2 separate regions of the Sus scrofa genome follow, and region 2 is linked to region 1. The links are chromatin contacts, called in public Hi-C maps. All regions are on one chromosome and are shown on one strand. Each heading gives the region's core, a stretch centred on a gene start, on an enhancer-like site or on the middle of the called end of the contact. The rest is flanking DNA. Distances are from core to core; before and after follow the strand shown.

What was found. A called contact is a pair of places that touch in the nucleus more often than the background predicts.
Region 2: a Hi-C map of liver shows a contact between it and region 1, with 2.1 times the contacts expected there. The contact joins two enhancer-like sites. A contact is called at or near these places in 2 of 47 Hi-C or Micro-C datasets (embryonic fibroblasts and liver) and 1 of 2 datasets of contacts at active chromatin or transcription factors (skeletal muscle).

The regions. Positions count from the first base shown.
Region 1 is chr11:66,368,650-66,375,968 of Sscrofa11.1, reverse strand. No RefSeq gene overlaps it. Among named protein-coding and RNA genes, the nearest start is that of OXGR1, 76 kb to the right of the region's middle. Within about 2 kb of position 3,443, at least 15 of the 83 cell types and tissues checked have an H3K27ac peak or open chromatin away from gene starts, as enhancers often do. A contact at or near this core is called in liver, where this site is marked.
Region 2 is chr11:66,502,486-66,509,804 of Sscrofa11.1, reverse strand. All of the region lies in intron 1 of MBNL2 (muscleblind-like protein 2), which reads right to left. Among named protein-coding and RNA genes, the nearest start is that of MBNL2, 24 kb to the right of the region's middle. Within about 2 kb of position 3,919, at least 40 of the 83 cell types and tissues checked have an H3K27ac peak or open chromatin away from gene starts, as enhancers often do. A contact at or near this core is called in liver, where this site is marked.

The DNA.
Region 1 (7,319 bases), core at 2,194-4,693:
ATACAGATGTAAGGAGGTTCTTTATCTTCAATCTCTCTCTTAAACTTTGGTGTTTTTAAGAACTCCCTTTGAAGAAATTTATGTATTCTCTTCTCCAAACCTGCTACAGCACCGGTACCTTCAGTCACAATACTGATTCACGCTCACCATTCTATATTTAGCCACTCTCTGAAAAGGATCTGAGGCTGCATTGAGCCCTAAATAGCTACAAATAAGGGAGTAACAGCAGCAACCCTTCAACTGCCTTGGTAGGAAGCGTTGTGCCAGAGGTGGTGCGACATCCAGGGAGCTACAGGTGTGCAGAACAGCTATTGGGAAACCCAGGTAGGAAGTGATTACAGAAGCCGCGGTGTGTACTAGGCAGCAGCCCCCCTCCCGCCTTGAGACGGGTCGTAAGGAAACACTGCAGCTTGTGGGTCTGTCTGCCCAACCCCATTTAGCGAAAAATGATTGCTCTTTGCTTCTTGTTACCAGGCTCAGATGATACTATGGCAACAGGGCTGCACAAAAGGGAGGGGAAGAGGGAGATGCTGCTTAGCAACTTGAAGATTTTTAAAAGGCAAGTCCTCGTTTTAACAGCAACAGTTTTTAAAATGCCAGGTTTGAGGAGAGGGAAGAGAGGAGAGACAGCAAGTGGGGATGACACAGAAGAGGACTTCGACAGATGAAAAAAGAGAGAGGCTCGTGACGGCACCTTTGCAGAGCTCCTTCTTGTGCATCCTCACAGAAATCCTGGGAACCCGGCAGGCTCAGGGTTCATGGAAGGGAACCTGAGGCTCACGGGGCGGGGGGGGGGGGGGAGGATAGGATCCCAGGGGGTCGGCCGGCTAGTTAGGGGTGACGTTGGAACGAACGCGCAGACAAGCCTGATGCTGGATTCCGCACTCTTTATCACGCCAGGCTTTAAAAAAAAAAAAAAAAGAATCCAGACAATCGGAGGAGAGGAAAAACAATAAAACTCTATGAAGCTGTCAACAGTGTGAAAAGAGACAGGTACCGATTTTTCAGGTACACACTCAACAGAGAGGACAAAACACTTTTAAAGACGTTTCCAGAATTCAGTTCAAATGAAGAGGGGCCATTTATTTATTGACCGATTGACTTCTTCAGGGCACAGTGGTGACAGGCTGATGGTGCTATTCCAGCGCCCCTCGAAGGAAACGGAGGTGGCTGGCCTCTAGAAAACAGCATCTGAAGGAATCCCTGGAGGCTGCAAGGAGTCAAGGCACAGAGGGTGGAGGGCAAGTCCGGGGTGGGGAGGGGGGGACTTGCTCTGACTGAGGAAGCGAGTGTCCAAGTGAGAAAGCAGGCCTGACACTAGATGGCCACGTCGCTTCCACCAGGACCACGTAGCCAGGGAGGGTCCAAGCCCCTACCCTCTTCGTCAGGGACCTACACGACACTGCACAGCTTCTCTGCCGCCCCGGCCCTCCGCTCCGGGAAAGAACCTACGCGGTGGCTTAAAAGCAAACAGGCCCCCCACGTAGAGCGACTGTGCTGCTAAGCTTGACTGCAGTGCCTGCCACCAGGCCACAAGGACGACACTAAGAACGCAGTGTGTGGGGCTCGGGAGCATCCTCTGAGGCAGAGTTTCTGTACATGATGCCCCTTCCTCAATATCAGGGTTGGGAGATGCCATCCAAGCTTGAAAGAGGGAATCAGGACCCAGCTGGCGGAAGCTCTGCCCTTGTTTGGGGCGCTCCGTGCGGCCTGCAGATGGGGTGCTGGCTGATTTTCCTGTCTGTCGGTCACTCCTCCAGAAACACTTCTGGAGGCTGCCAGGTGCTGCCCCCAGTTCTCCTCATGCCTGCCAGGGGTGTGCCCACAGCTCCCAGGGCCCCGGTGCCTCCCATAAGCGGCCAGTTTCCTTCCCGCCTAACAGCACAGTGTTGACAAGACAAGTGCTGCTTTGGGTTCCAGCATCACAACCGCGCTGCGGGCCTGCTCTTCTTGGCACTGTTTCCACTGGCTCCTAATTGAACGAGTGCAGAGGCAGCAAGAAGCTGTACACAGACTGCTTTCTCCTGCTACTCGCGGTTAAGCCAAAGGGTCCAGGTGATTTGTGAGACTGCTAACCAACCAGATGCCACCTAGGACCAGGTCTAAAGATCCCAGAGGTTGAAGGGTGTGGACTTGGCGGGGTGGGACCCGTCTTCCTCAGGACACAATCAACACGGAAGGAGTCAGCTTCGGGATTCTAGTCTTAATTTTGCCATTGCCCCCCCCCCCCATCTAGCTTTTCATCACCTCAGCCCCCAAACGGAGTTCCTTAGAGCCCCCAACACAGTTCCTTGCGTCTATTCCTACTGCCCATCAATCCATGCTGAGCTCTCCTCCCCACGCACTCCCTCTTAGACACTGCAAGTGGTGACAAGTTACAATGGACACCTGTGCAGTATTTTCCAATATACAAATCATTTGCAAATGCATGATCTCATTCATAGAAAAACAGCTTTAGTTGTTTAGACAGCAACACCCCCATTTCACAGATAACAAGAATCAGAGAGAAGTGGTTTAGCTGGGCTCCTCCGGTGTCAATTCAGCCGGGTAACTAGTAGGAAGCGAGTAAGGTTTGGGATAAGGGCCAACTCCAAATCCTCTGCTCTTCAAGGATCTGGGAAACTTCTCCTGCGGCTTTCATTAATTAAACCTAAACCTACCTTTGAGAGCAAAACAAAACAAATATGCTCTCTTTTTCAAATATTGGCCCTTCAAATATTTGAAGGCAGCTACTGGCTGGCCTCCAGGGCCTTGCTTCTCACACTGCAAAGTGCACAGATTTCACCCGAGGGCGCTTCCAAAGCTTCAGGTTCTGATCCAGCAGATCTGGGGTGGGGCCTGAGAGTTGACTTCCAGACAAGCCCCACCTCCTTCCAAATCAGCTGCTCAGAGCAGGAAAAAAAAAAAACAAAAAACAACTGTACAAAATTAAGGAAAAGACTTTCTATATTCTTGCTTCTCTGCATTTATAAAAGCACCTAGCTTACTTCAAGTCCTTAAGAAATGACGACTACGTTTGGACAAAAGGGAGGCAGACACAGTCAAGTGTCCCCCTTCCCTTCATCCCGGCTGTATTCCTTGGTTTAGAGGAGTCTTTGCCTCTTACACGCTACTAAACTTAGCCGAATTACACAATTTTCGTCTCTAAATCAGCAATAACTATGACTGTGACTATTAGGTGCCCTGCATGGGGCCTGATGCCCGGGAGGAAGATGTCTAATAAAAGTAGGGATTACCCCTCAAACAAAACTGAACCAAAGAAAGCAGAAACTTAAAAAAAAAAATTGCCAAAACACTGTGTCCTCACGGGAGTGAGACAGGAAAAATGCTCCCCTGAAAAGAGCACGCTGCAAAGAGAGTTCCCTTGGCCTCTAGCAAAGGGGAACATCGCTGCCAGCGCGCGCAAAGCAGGGCTGCGGGGGAGCCCGGCTGTGCTCTGCTGCCCCCTGCTGGGCGGAGCGCCCGCCTGCGCCGGAGCGTCTGGAAGCCACGCCACCGCTCCCAAGGGGACCAGTATCCTCAGCCAGCCGGTTATGCAACACCAGACTGCAACCAGAGTAGGTCTGAGAAAAGGAAATCACGGGCCTCTCGGCGCTTCGGTTAAATCAAAACGATAAGAGGGGGAGGGGGATAAGAAAATAACAAGTGCCTTCCCAAACTAGAAAGACACCTGCCACCACCGAGCAATGTACTTGAACGTGCAGGAACCCTAAGAAGCAGGGCGGCGGGGAGGGGATCACTCCTGTTTTGTGGATGCGGGACCTGAGGCTCAGGGGAGACTGAGGACGTTACTGAAGGGAGGAGAGGGAGAGACCCAGCCAGCTTCGGAGTAAGGGCTCTACTCCTGCCCCTGGGCCTTTGATTCCTCAGCCACGGGGCTGGACCGCACAGTCGCGTTGAGTCCTGGCGCTTTTTATTTTCCAAAGGAGGGGTTTACTGAGGTGAACTTTGAGTTCCCTCTCGGCTCTCTGAGTACAAGCCTTTGTTACTATTTGCTCTTGTTACAGAAATAGACTGCGGGGATCTTCTCCCCCAGGACGGCGTGGGGCAGGGGGCGTTGGGGAGGGCACTCATTTCTCAACAACAGAGCTGCCAGGGACAGCTTCCGCCTCCACCCTGTAGCCCTCAGCATTCAAACCCCTAGACAAACTTTCCAGGGTTACCTAGCTTCCATCTTCCTCCCAATTATGTCAAAGGCTTAGAGCTGTGTGCTGGAAACAAGACTTCAAGTTTTAAAAAGCTGACTGCTGGTGACATTTATCAGAGTGAGCCTTGCCTACCCAAGACACAAAGTCCGTGTTGCTGGGGAAGGAATCGGACAAACTGAGCAGGTTTATCCCAAGCCCATCAGCGTCCAGGAAACACAAACATTTTTATACTCTCTGGAGTGAGTCCCTGAGGTCCCACTTCATGAACTGGTGGGGTCTTCATTTTATTGTTCTTAAGTTTCCTTTCTTCCTTCCTCCCTACCTCCCTCTTTCTTTTCTCTCTCTCTTTTTTTTTTTTTCACAGCGGCACCTGTGGCATATGGACGTTCCTGGCTTAGGGGTTGAATCAGACCTGCAGCTATAGGCCTATGCCACAGCCACAGCCACACCATATCCAAACCACATCTGCAACCTACACCACAATGCTGGAACCCACCGGCCAAAGTTAGGGATTGAACCCGCATCCTCGAGAGATAACACTGGGTCCTCAAACTACAATCACAATGGGAACTCCAGGATCTTAAAATTTTTTTTAAATGCTTGATTAATGTATGATGAACATACAGAAAACTGTAGATATTTAATGTATTCACCTTCTTGTGTGTGGAGGGAAGTATATGGCCACAAAACTGTCATTACAACCTATGCCATAAACCTATGCCATATCACTCCAAAAATTTTCTCCTGCCCCCCCCCTTTTTAAAAATCATTTAGCATTTGCTTCAGTCATACTTGCTGTCAGTGTGAATCGATCCTCAAGGAGTTTTGGTTTGGTTCTTCACTGGTATGAAGGAGGTGGACATTTCAGTCCTGTCTAGTTTGGATATTGACTTACGGCATTCTTCTAGCTCATTGGCATCTTCAGCTCCTAAAATATTTTAAGGATCTCTGTCCACAAAGGGCTGTGAAGCATCTGTGCCTCTCAGACAATTTAATGGAAAGTTTCACACTCCCCAAACAAACTGGAAGACACCTTAGAGATTAGATGATCCGATTCTCTTATTTTTATGGATGGAAGTCTGAGCTCTTTGTCCGAATAAGGGTCGGTCTTTAGAAACAACAAAAAGATGGGCTGAGCATCTTTTCTGGGGCTTCGGATAGGGATGGCACCTTGCATGCCCTGGGAGGAGGGCATTCGGAAAGCTGAGTCAATGCAGAATCAGGGCAGTCATCAGCAAGTTAGGATTCGGCCTGATTATGATATTCACCAGCTAAGAAAGTTGGATCAAATGCCAAGAAATAAATGAGTGTCTTTTCCAGAACTCTCCCTCTGAATATGGCGCCTGGAGGGCTACTCCAGTGTCATGAAAACACTCTCTCACATTATCTAAGAAGGCCCAAATGATGTTCACTCTTGAACTGATGATAAAATACCAGTCAAACCCTAATCAAACCCATTTAGTCAGACGTGGCCAAGTTGCAGTCAGAGATGGTATCTGGCAGCGTTTTCAGGCTGAGAGCACACGCCAAGTATAATTGAACATGAGTATGATAAACAATGACGCGCCTCTGATGGACTGCGGTGCTGTCAGGACAAGGTTCCCGGTGGATCTGGAATTATGGTGAGATGCTGGGAGGTTCAGCTGCATGCCCCAAATGTGGTCATCCCAGCCTAGAAAAAAAAATCTCTTCGTCCTATTTCTTTAAAAAATAAATAACCACTTCATTCTGATTTTCTGTATGTTTGTTTGCTTGTTGGGTTGAGTTTTTTGTTTGTTTTTGTCCCATGCATGCACAATTTTCCCTATTAACATGGAAGTTCTGTGGCTTGTCTTTGACTTCATGCCATGTGGGGAAGTTCAAGTACACAGGAAGGCACAGGCCCTCTCAGGGTGCTTAGAAGTGAGGGGGCAGGGCAGGGGGTTCTTGAAGCCCCAGAATGAACTTGGCCCATGTTCTAGGAACATATTTATAATGCACAGCTTTTAATTTTTGTGGCAGAAGGAAGGAGAGATAACACTGACGTATTACGGAGTAGCAAGTAAATCTTGCATGGCTTTTTAAGATAAAGCACATGTTTTTAGGGAAATTCCTGATTTAAAGCTGATGGCTTCTAGTAGTGACCCCTGAGCTCTTGGGGGCTCACATATGATAAATATAAGATTAGACATTTCATTGCATCTAAAATGTTTGCCTTGGAAATAGGATTACTGCTACTGCTACCAGGACTACTTCTGCTATTTACTACTCTTACTACTAGTAAGAGGACTAGTCTTCTACGGTTACTGCTGCTCATAGTACATGCACTCCCATTTGCTTCTTTGTTAAAAGTTGGAGAAACAGAGTTCCCGTTGTGGCTCAGTGGTTAATGAATCTGTCTAGCATCCATCTAACTAGCATCCCTGGCCTGGCTCAGTGGGTTAAGGATCCTGCGTTGCTGTGGCTGTGGAGTAGGCTGGCAGCTACAGCTCTGATTTGACCCCTAGCCTGGGAACCTCCATATGCTGCGGGTACAGTCCTAAAATAAAATAAAATAAAAGTTGGAGAAATCCCAGGATTCCAGGTAGATGGGACTTCTGCTAAGTTCTGTGGAACCTGAAAATATGATGCTTCCTTAGACTTCTACCGAAAGACATGTCTACATAAGAACTAATCGTGACTAAACATAGTAATTACTGCACAGACCAATCTGCCAGCATACTGGCCACGAGCATGGGCACGCTTGTTCAAAGCCACCGCAGATGGCTGTTGCTAACGGTCGCATGCCACCCTGGTAAGTGGGTGAGGCTGTGCATGGCCAGAGGCCTTGGGCAGGGGTCCAGCTCCCCCAGGCCTCCTCACATGTCACACCTGTAACCCATCTGTGGCACACCAGAGCAAGATCGAATTTAGCGGCAAACAATTTTAACAGTTTTTCAGTTAAGAAAACAGAAGACGTCTCTTTGGACTGATGAATCACAGATGTGAAAGAGCTTTTCTTGAGAGAAGTCTGCACGTGACAGCGATCACACAGAAGTCTGTTGTCTCCCCTTCTGGCTTCTGAGATGCCACCTGCTGGTGTTTCCAAGAGGTTAGAGGCTGGGTCCACTCTTAACCGGAAAAGAACGCTGTTTGTTTGTTTGGTAATTCATTCAACAAACACTCATCGAATCCCCTCCCCCTCCCCATGAG
Region 2 (7,319 bases), core at 2,670-5,169, 130 kb before region 1:
AGAATTCTAAGAAAAAAAAAAGGCATCTGAATTTTAGTATTCCTGACGGTAATAAGGAACAGAGAGTTTCTGTTTGTATTTTAAATGATTAAAGATATTAGGCGATGGTTTGGTCTCTTGGGGGACTCACAGCGCTTATTTTTAGAAGAGTTGACTAAGGGTTGGAAAGGAACATGAGTCTGTGGTATCAACGACCTATAATCACCCATGCTTTAATCAACCAAGCTATTCAGCCATGTACAAGAGCCTCAAACATGATGATGAGATATTATGAAAAGTAAATTGTTATGCAGAGAATAAATAATTACATGTTAAATCCAGGAGTAATAAATACGAAAAGGAATATCCACTGAGAAACACTGATTCCAGTGCAACATAAAAATATTAAACTAGAATGAGATTGTCTGATGACAAATTAAGGTGAGAAAGCGTGATGAAGGATTTGCCACATATCCTTTGATTCACACTAAGTGTTTTCTAGATAGGGGTACGCCTAGGTTTGGGGGTAAAAGTCGCAAGTTGAGCAATCAGTCAGCAGACCCAAATGTTAACTGCTTATACACCATATAAATAAAAATAATGCCGCTGAATGAAAATGAGATTAAAATATAGGGAAAGTGACAGTGTCAATTGCTTTTTTAAAGCTATCTGACTAATGAATGAACTAAAGAAAACATCTAGAGTTCTAAACAGTTTTCATAGAAGCACATCACTGCCTCAAAAGCCACAACACTTCAGGGAGTTCTCGCTGTGGCACAGTGGGTTAAGAATCTGACTGTAGTGGCTCTGGTTACCACAGAGGCGTGAGTTCGATCCTGGCCCAGCGCAGTGGGCTGAATTATCTGACATTGTTGCAGCTGTGCCACTGCGGCTCCGATTCAACCCCTGACCTGGGAACTTCCATAGACTGTAGGTGTAGCCATAAAAAACAAAAAACAAACAAACAAAAAACCCCACTACACTTTACGTTTGAATCCACAGATGAGTATTCCAGATCATATGATTAACTTCAACCAATAAACAGGAGAAACAGACATGAGAGAAACGACGCTGTTCTCAAGAGCCCTAAGAACCAGAGTCACTTCTTCTAGAATGAAAAGTTAGTGGCTTTCTGTCCTAGCTAGACCTTAGATTATCTCTTCTACTATCCCTCTTTTTTTTTTTTTTTTAATCCAAAAAAAAAAAAAAAAAAAAGCAAAAAAGGAAACTCAGGCTGTTCTCAGAGGGCTTTTACATTAACCCACAGCCAGGATTCAGGTGCCTGTTCCTCCTAAGACTGCTGAACGTGAAGAAATGAGGAAAGCCTACCGCAGTCTTTAATGAAACATCTTTTTAAGGACACATGGCGGGCAATCTTAGAGTTCTCTTCATGTCTCGGTGAAAAGCTTCATACAATTAGTCTCATTAATATCATCGGCTGTCACTGACATAGAATTTGATCCAGTGAATAAAGTGCTTCCAGCATGAAGCGCTATCTCACACAATTTCAGAGATGGACAATAAGGTACTCAGAGGATTGGTTTGGAGACTGTCCGCCTGCTCAATATGGAAGATTTCCAATGACCAGTTTCATTTTTTAGGCCACTCAACACTTTCTTCCTGAGATTACGGGTATCAGTCAGTCTCATTTTGACCCCATAAGTGATGCCGACTCATGATTGCCCCCGTGCTATTTACAGAACAGCAGTAAGTATATTAAGAAAATCTACGGGCTTTGGGATAAAGCTGACTGTAACCAGCTCATAAAGCTGCTATCTGTGTCCTTCAGCAGGAAGGAAAAATCCCGTCTGGGGGAGCCTGCCCTGCGGTGTGGCTCGGGACAATAGATCTCTTTTTCTTTACGGGGTCAAAAATTCAGCAAAAGAAATTAATAAAAAAGCCTTCTCAGAGGGGGAAAAAAAAAAAAAAAAGCCTCTCTCTCTACAGCCAGCTCCACTGCCCCCTCCCACCAAAAGATAGAGACAGAGAATTTCAGAAACAGGAGTTTATTCACAGTGCTTAACTAAAAGCAGACTTCCTCTGGATTAGAACTGCGGTTTACATACTGTATAAAATGTCAGGATGATCTTCTGGTTCCTTACACACACGGCTGGGTTTTACTGTATACGTACAGTCTTTATCCTCCCCTAAAAACCTCCCCTTTCTAGGTTTAGATCATTTTCCAACAAAAAGAGGAGGCATTCACGTTTCCTTGTTGAAATAAAAAGGCAAAGTGGTTTGCAATAAACATTTAAAGTTCAATAGGCACTGGTCTGCAAAATGTGTGTGTGTGTGTGTGTGTGTGTGTGTGTGGAGAGACAGTGAGAGAAAGAAATTATAACAACCAACATTTATTGGGGGCTCTCAAAATGGCCACGTTCTAGAATTTTTCATTAGTCGGTGCATAAACCGTCATTGCTCAAGTCCTATTTAAAAGTTGAGATGAGTGGTTATGGTTCAATTCTGAATTCCAGACAGAAATTTCGACCAGTTTTAGAGGCTGGTTCCAATTTAAGCTCCACATCGAACTAACAGTCTAAGGGTCTAAACCTCCCTTTTCTTATCTATAAAATGAGGCAATATTGTATATCTCTCAAAGGCGGGGGAGGGGGGACACGAAATTAGAAAAATTTAACATTGTGAAAGCAATTGTCAAAGTGCCTAGAACATAGCGGGAGCTTCAAAAGAGTTAGTTCCCTTCCTCTGTTCTATTCATTATCTGTTATTTAACCCAGAATTGAAAGAAAATTGTGCTGCTCTGTGGACCTGGCCTGGAATTTCAGATTTGTTTTAGTGGACGGAAATAAGCACTTGTTCACTTGCTTTCAAAAACTGCCGTAGTAATGACTACAAATTAAACTATAACCAACCAAACAGCAAAATACCATTTCGAAGGGCTCATTTCAGGGTTAACAGCGCCGCCCACCCCCACCCCATCCATCACATTCAGGAGAGAGAAGAGTTGTAAAATACATTTGTCTCCCCAAACTTCGTAAAAATACAAAATGCATTTTATATAGTGTATGTTGTAAATGCAACTTAATCTTCTTACTTAGGGTTTAAGTGAGTTTAGGACAGTCTAATGGCTACCACATTTGTGGACGCAACCTGCAACAGCTGGATTTTGGAGACTCCCAGAAACTGTGGCACCTACAGCACAGAAGTTAGTCCCATATGGTGGTCTATTCGGGAGACGACTTTGGTGAGAATGCTAACTAGGTGGCACTGGGGAAGGGCCTAAACCAGGCCAGCAAATGGATGTCACTCAGGTCCTGCCACCTTTCCCGTCCAAAGCAGGCATGACTAATTGATCCCAGGGCTTTTCCCCCGTGAATCCTAGCCTTGGCACACGAAAATGTCTCAAAACAAGTTTCCAGGCAGGCAGCCACCACCAACGGATCAGAGTTCCCTTGTGAGTTGAAACCACCCCCAGACTAGGCTAAAGGTTACCTTTGAACTACTTAGGAGAAATGGGGGCAGAGGGTGGGTGCCTGCTGAATAAATTAACAGCCGGAACATAATTCTAATGGGAATATTTACCCTACTTATGAGACCAAACTTCTCAGGCATTTCATTACCATTCATTTAGACATAAATACCTGTAATACTACTTATAAATCATTCTTATCTCTTCATTAATAAGAGCGTCTTAAGAGCCATTACGAGGTAAAACAGCCTTGGCCAGTTCACAGCGCTGTATGTCATTGGAATTAATAAAAGTGTACCTCTTTAGGAAGAGTCTATAATTCGGGCGCTTCAAGTAATTAGATCGAAAAGAAGTTTTATTATATTTCAATTTCACTTTCTATAGCAGTGGATCCATGGAAGCCTAGCCCAGCACGGACCTGGGGTGTCTTTCACCCAGATCAGCCTCTGTTTTTATGGGCAGTGTAAAGATGTACCGAGAGCTGGTTTCTTCAAAACAAGCACCGTGGAACAAATGGCTGATTCTTTGGCCAGGGTGCATTAGTGGCAAAACAAACAGGCCATTCTATCTGTGGCAAAGAATGAGATTACAAAGTCAATGAGGAACAAGGCACATTATCAGCTGGTCTACATTGTAAAACAAAGGCACAAAAGCACTGTTAATACAGGAAAAAGCCCAAGTTTCATGGTTCTCAGCCAGCTTCAATGGTTGAGGGGATCGTCCCGAATTTAAGTTGACTTGTCTCTGTTGAGCTTCCCTATTTTTTCTTAGCCGACAACACGTTTTCCTTAGCTTCTCTGACCATGATCTGCTCAGCAGTATTGGGTACCAGGCTCCCCCGTTCTCTTTGAATCTCTCAAACTGTTGCTCTCCAAATGCTACAGCCTGTGTTTATTCGGGACAGCTGAAAAACTCACCGTGTCTGAAAGGCAAGCAAACTTCAGTTCGCTGCACATATTTTCATGAGTGGGCTTTTTCTTTGGGCGTGTGGTAATATTTGAAATGAACAAAACACAACTAAAGAATGACACTGGAATCTGACGAGCATGTCTGTGACCTAACCCTGTAAGGCTAATGCCTTTAAACTATGAGGAATTTTGAAATCGCCATTATCCAGTGTCATGTGAGATGAATGGGTTTTAGTAGTAGTATTATTTCGTCATGTTTTTAGCCAGCGGGGAGGGCAGGAGGCGGACTGCACTGGGGCCGGAAAGGGTGTGGTTCCTTCTCTTGCCTTCTGGATGGTGTGGGAGACAGAGGTGCAGGGAGAACAAGCAGAAATCTGCGGGGAAGTTTTACTCCACCTTTTCCCCCCTGCTGCTCCTGATGAATGATAACAAAACCACAACATCTAGGCTGGAGGACAAAAATCTCCCTGAATATCTAGCCCTCTCCACACTGATGAAAAGAGTCCTGTGTCTCTGTATCCACATTATGCTGTTTGCTGGCAAATTAACTCTTAATTCATGTGATTTTCCCCTTGAAGGGTAGGAGGAAAAGAAGCAAAAATAATAATAATAACAATAATAATCTAACTGCCTATTAGATTTAGTTTATAGATGAGACTTGATAAGCCTCAGAAGCCACTAATTAGAAGGAGCGTGCTAATTAGGACAGTGTGACAGGCATCTCCCCTCTCTTTGCTGGCTGTCATTTGGTGCATCCTCCAAGGTCCTCGTTCAAATGTCCCTTCTTGGAAAAGCATCCCCAACCCTGCCCCTGGCCCCAGTGCCCCAGAGAGCCCCTCTCCCTCTCCCAGACCACTGTGGCCCCTCTACGTTAGTCCCCATGTCCTTGAAGTTGACCTTGCTGTTGAGCCCGGCTAGAACGTGAACCCAGGGCGCCAGGTGCCCGGCTAATGCAGCTTCTTAGCTCAGCATCCGGACAGCATCTGCGTGCTCACTCAAGGTCTGCTGACGGATGGACCAGAGACATAAATGATCCAAGTGCAGTTCCTAAGAACATGGAAGGCCTTCATTTTCCATCCTCCAAGAGTGAACGGAAAGTCCATCTACCGAAGCTGCGGGGAAACATGATGTGTTCCAGGAGTGCTGTCTCGTGATCGACTTTCTCTCCCACAGCCACGGTGCACACCTGCCTCCGGCCACGGCTGCAGACAGTCACATGGGGGGGGGGGGAATGAAGGAGAGGATGACTGGGGGGTGGTGACACTCTGAGCTTCTGCCAAGGCTCTGGGGGTGGAGGCGGAGGCAGATGGCAGCTCCTCTGCAGGCGCACCTGCAGGCAGCCGGCGGAGGGAACAGGCCCTGTGAGGAGTGTGGAGCCTCCTTAATCCTCTCTCACCTCTCCTTCCACCAGCACCACTTTCAGAGGAGACGTCGGTGGAAAACGACTCCCTGACGCCTGCCCCCTGGAGGAGCATCCCCGCGGATCCAAGCTTCACTGGACTCAAACCGCCAATCAGATAACATAAAAATGAAAACGCTAACAAGTCCTCCTCTTTGCATGCTTTTTAAACAACTCTGAGGTGTCCCACTCCACCCCCACCCCAGGGGCTCCCAGGGCCAGAGAAATTTCTATTTCTTACTATGTTTCCAAGGATGCATGATCCTCTTAGAGACCGGAAAGTCCTTGGGGGCTGGGAATGTCACGTGTGTTTCCATGTTCCCCACGGGGCCCAGCACAGACACCAGGCAGGCCCCAGGCTGTAGGCTGCAAAATCAAAGGTCACGGCCAGGATTGTATCTTGGCCAGAAGATGGCAGGTAGGGAGGCTGCTGCTGTTACTACTGTCCAGTGACATCCAGAGGCGCCTCCTGGAAAATCCCTCAGAGTTGGTCGAGGGGACTCAGCCTGGTTGGCCTGACCCACCCGAGAGGGGGGTGGGCAGCGAGGAGCCCTGGAGAGAGGGGGCCCCCAAGGAACACAGGGGCATCTCAGCTGGCGGATGGACCCATCGGCTGTACTCATGCGCCTGCTGCTTGTTGTGTCCTCCCTCCAAACACCCGAAAGCACAAGGAGGAACTTAAGGAAATGCCTTTTCGGTTTCCAAGGATACTTTTTGTCATCAAAGTCTCTGGAAGGCTAGGAATGTGGGTGGTTTTGCTGCAGTCCTACCCAGTTCACTGCGGCCAACCCTGGGTTGAGAAAGACACCTTCTCCAGGTTGTGGGAACACAGGCCTTTCCTTGTAGTTGCAGGAGGCAGCGGAAGTGTCCCGAATCAGGCAATTTCCTTTCCGCGGCGCCCCATGTGTGCACACAATGGGAGCTCATTTCCTCCTATTGGCTTGTGTTTGAATGGTTTCCTTTGATATGGGACGTCTTCGGCTCTCCTTCGAAGTTTATCTCAATCCAGGCATCCTTCTCAGCTCAGAAGTCACTCCAATTGGCGTCGGGCCCGCCCGGGCTAACTCTGATGGCCCTTCCCTCCCTCCTGCTTTAGGTTAAGTATGAAGTGTCTGGGGCCCTTAATCCAAAAAGTGCCCAAGTCAGGGTTCTCCGCTGTGTGCGCACACGAGGGTGCGCTCAGAAGTGTATGCGTGAGTCTTCACACCTGCGTGCGGTGGCTGGCCCTCCCCGTCTTCTTCGTTTCGCTTGCTTTCTAGCACATCCTCGGGCTGGCACACAGTGGGAATTTTAATCAATACGCTCCGAAGGGAGCGAAGGAGCCTTTGGAAGAGGAGGCACAATGAATGGGAAGATGTGCAGGAAGACTAAGCTGAACCGGAGACTCACCTGTATGCGCCTATCATCAATTTCTCTTTGCTCTTCATCCCCTATTTCTGAATTTCTTCTTCACTCTCCTGTGACTTCTCTCTGTGTGTTGATCAAATGGACTGTGGCTCACACTCCTGTCCCCCTGTTTGTGCGTGACCCAGATCTCACCACCTGAAGCACCAGCAGGCCCCTCACCTGGGAAAATACTTCTGCTGTTGATGGATTCTCAGTGGGG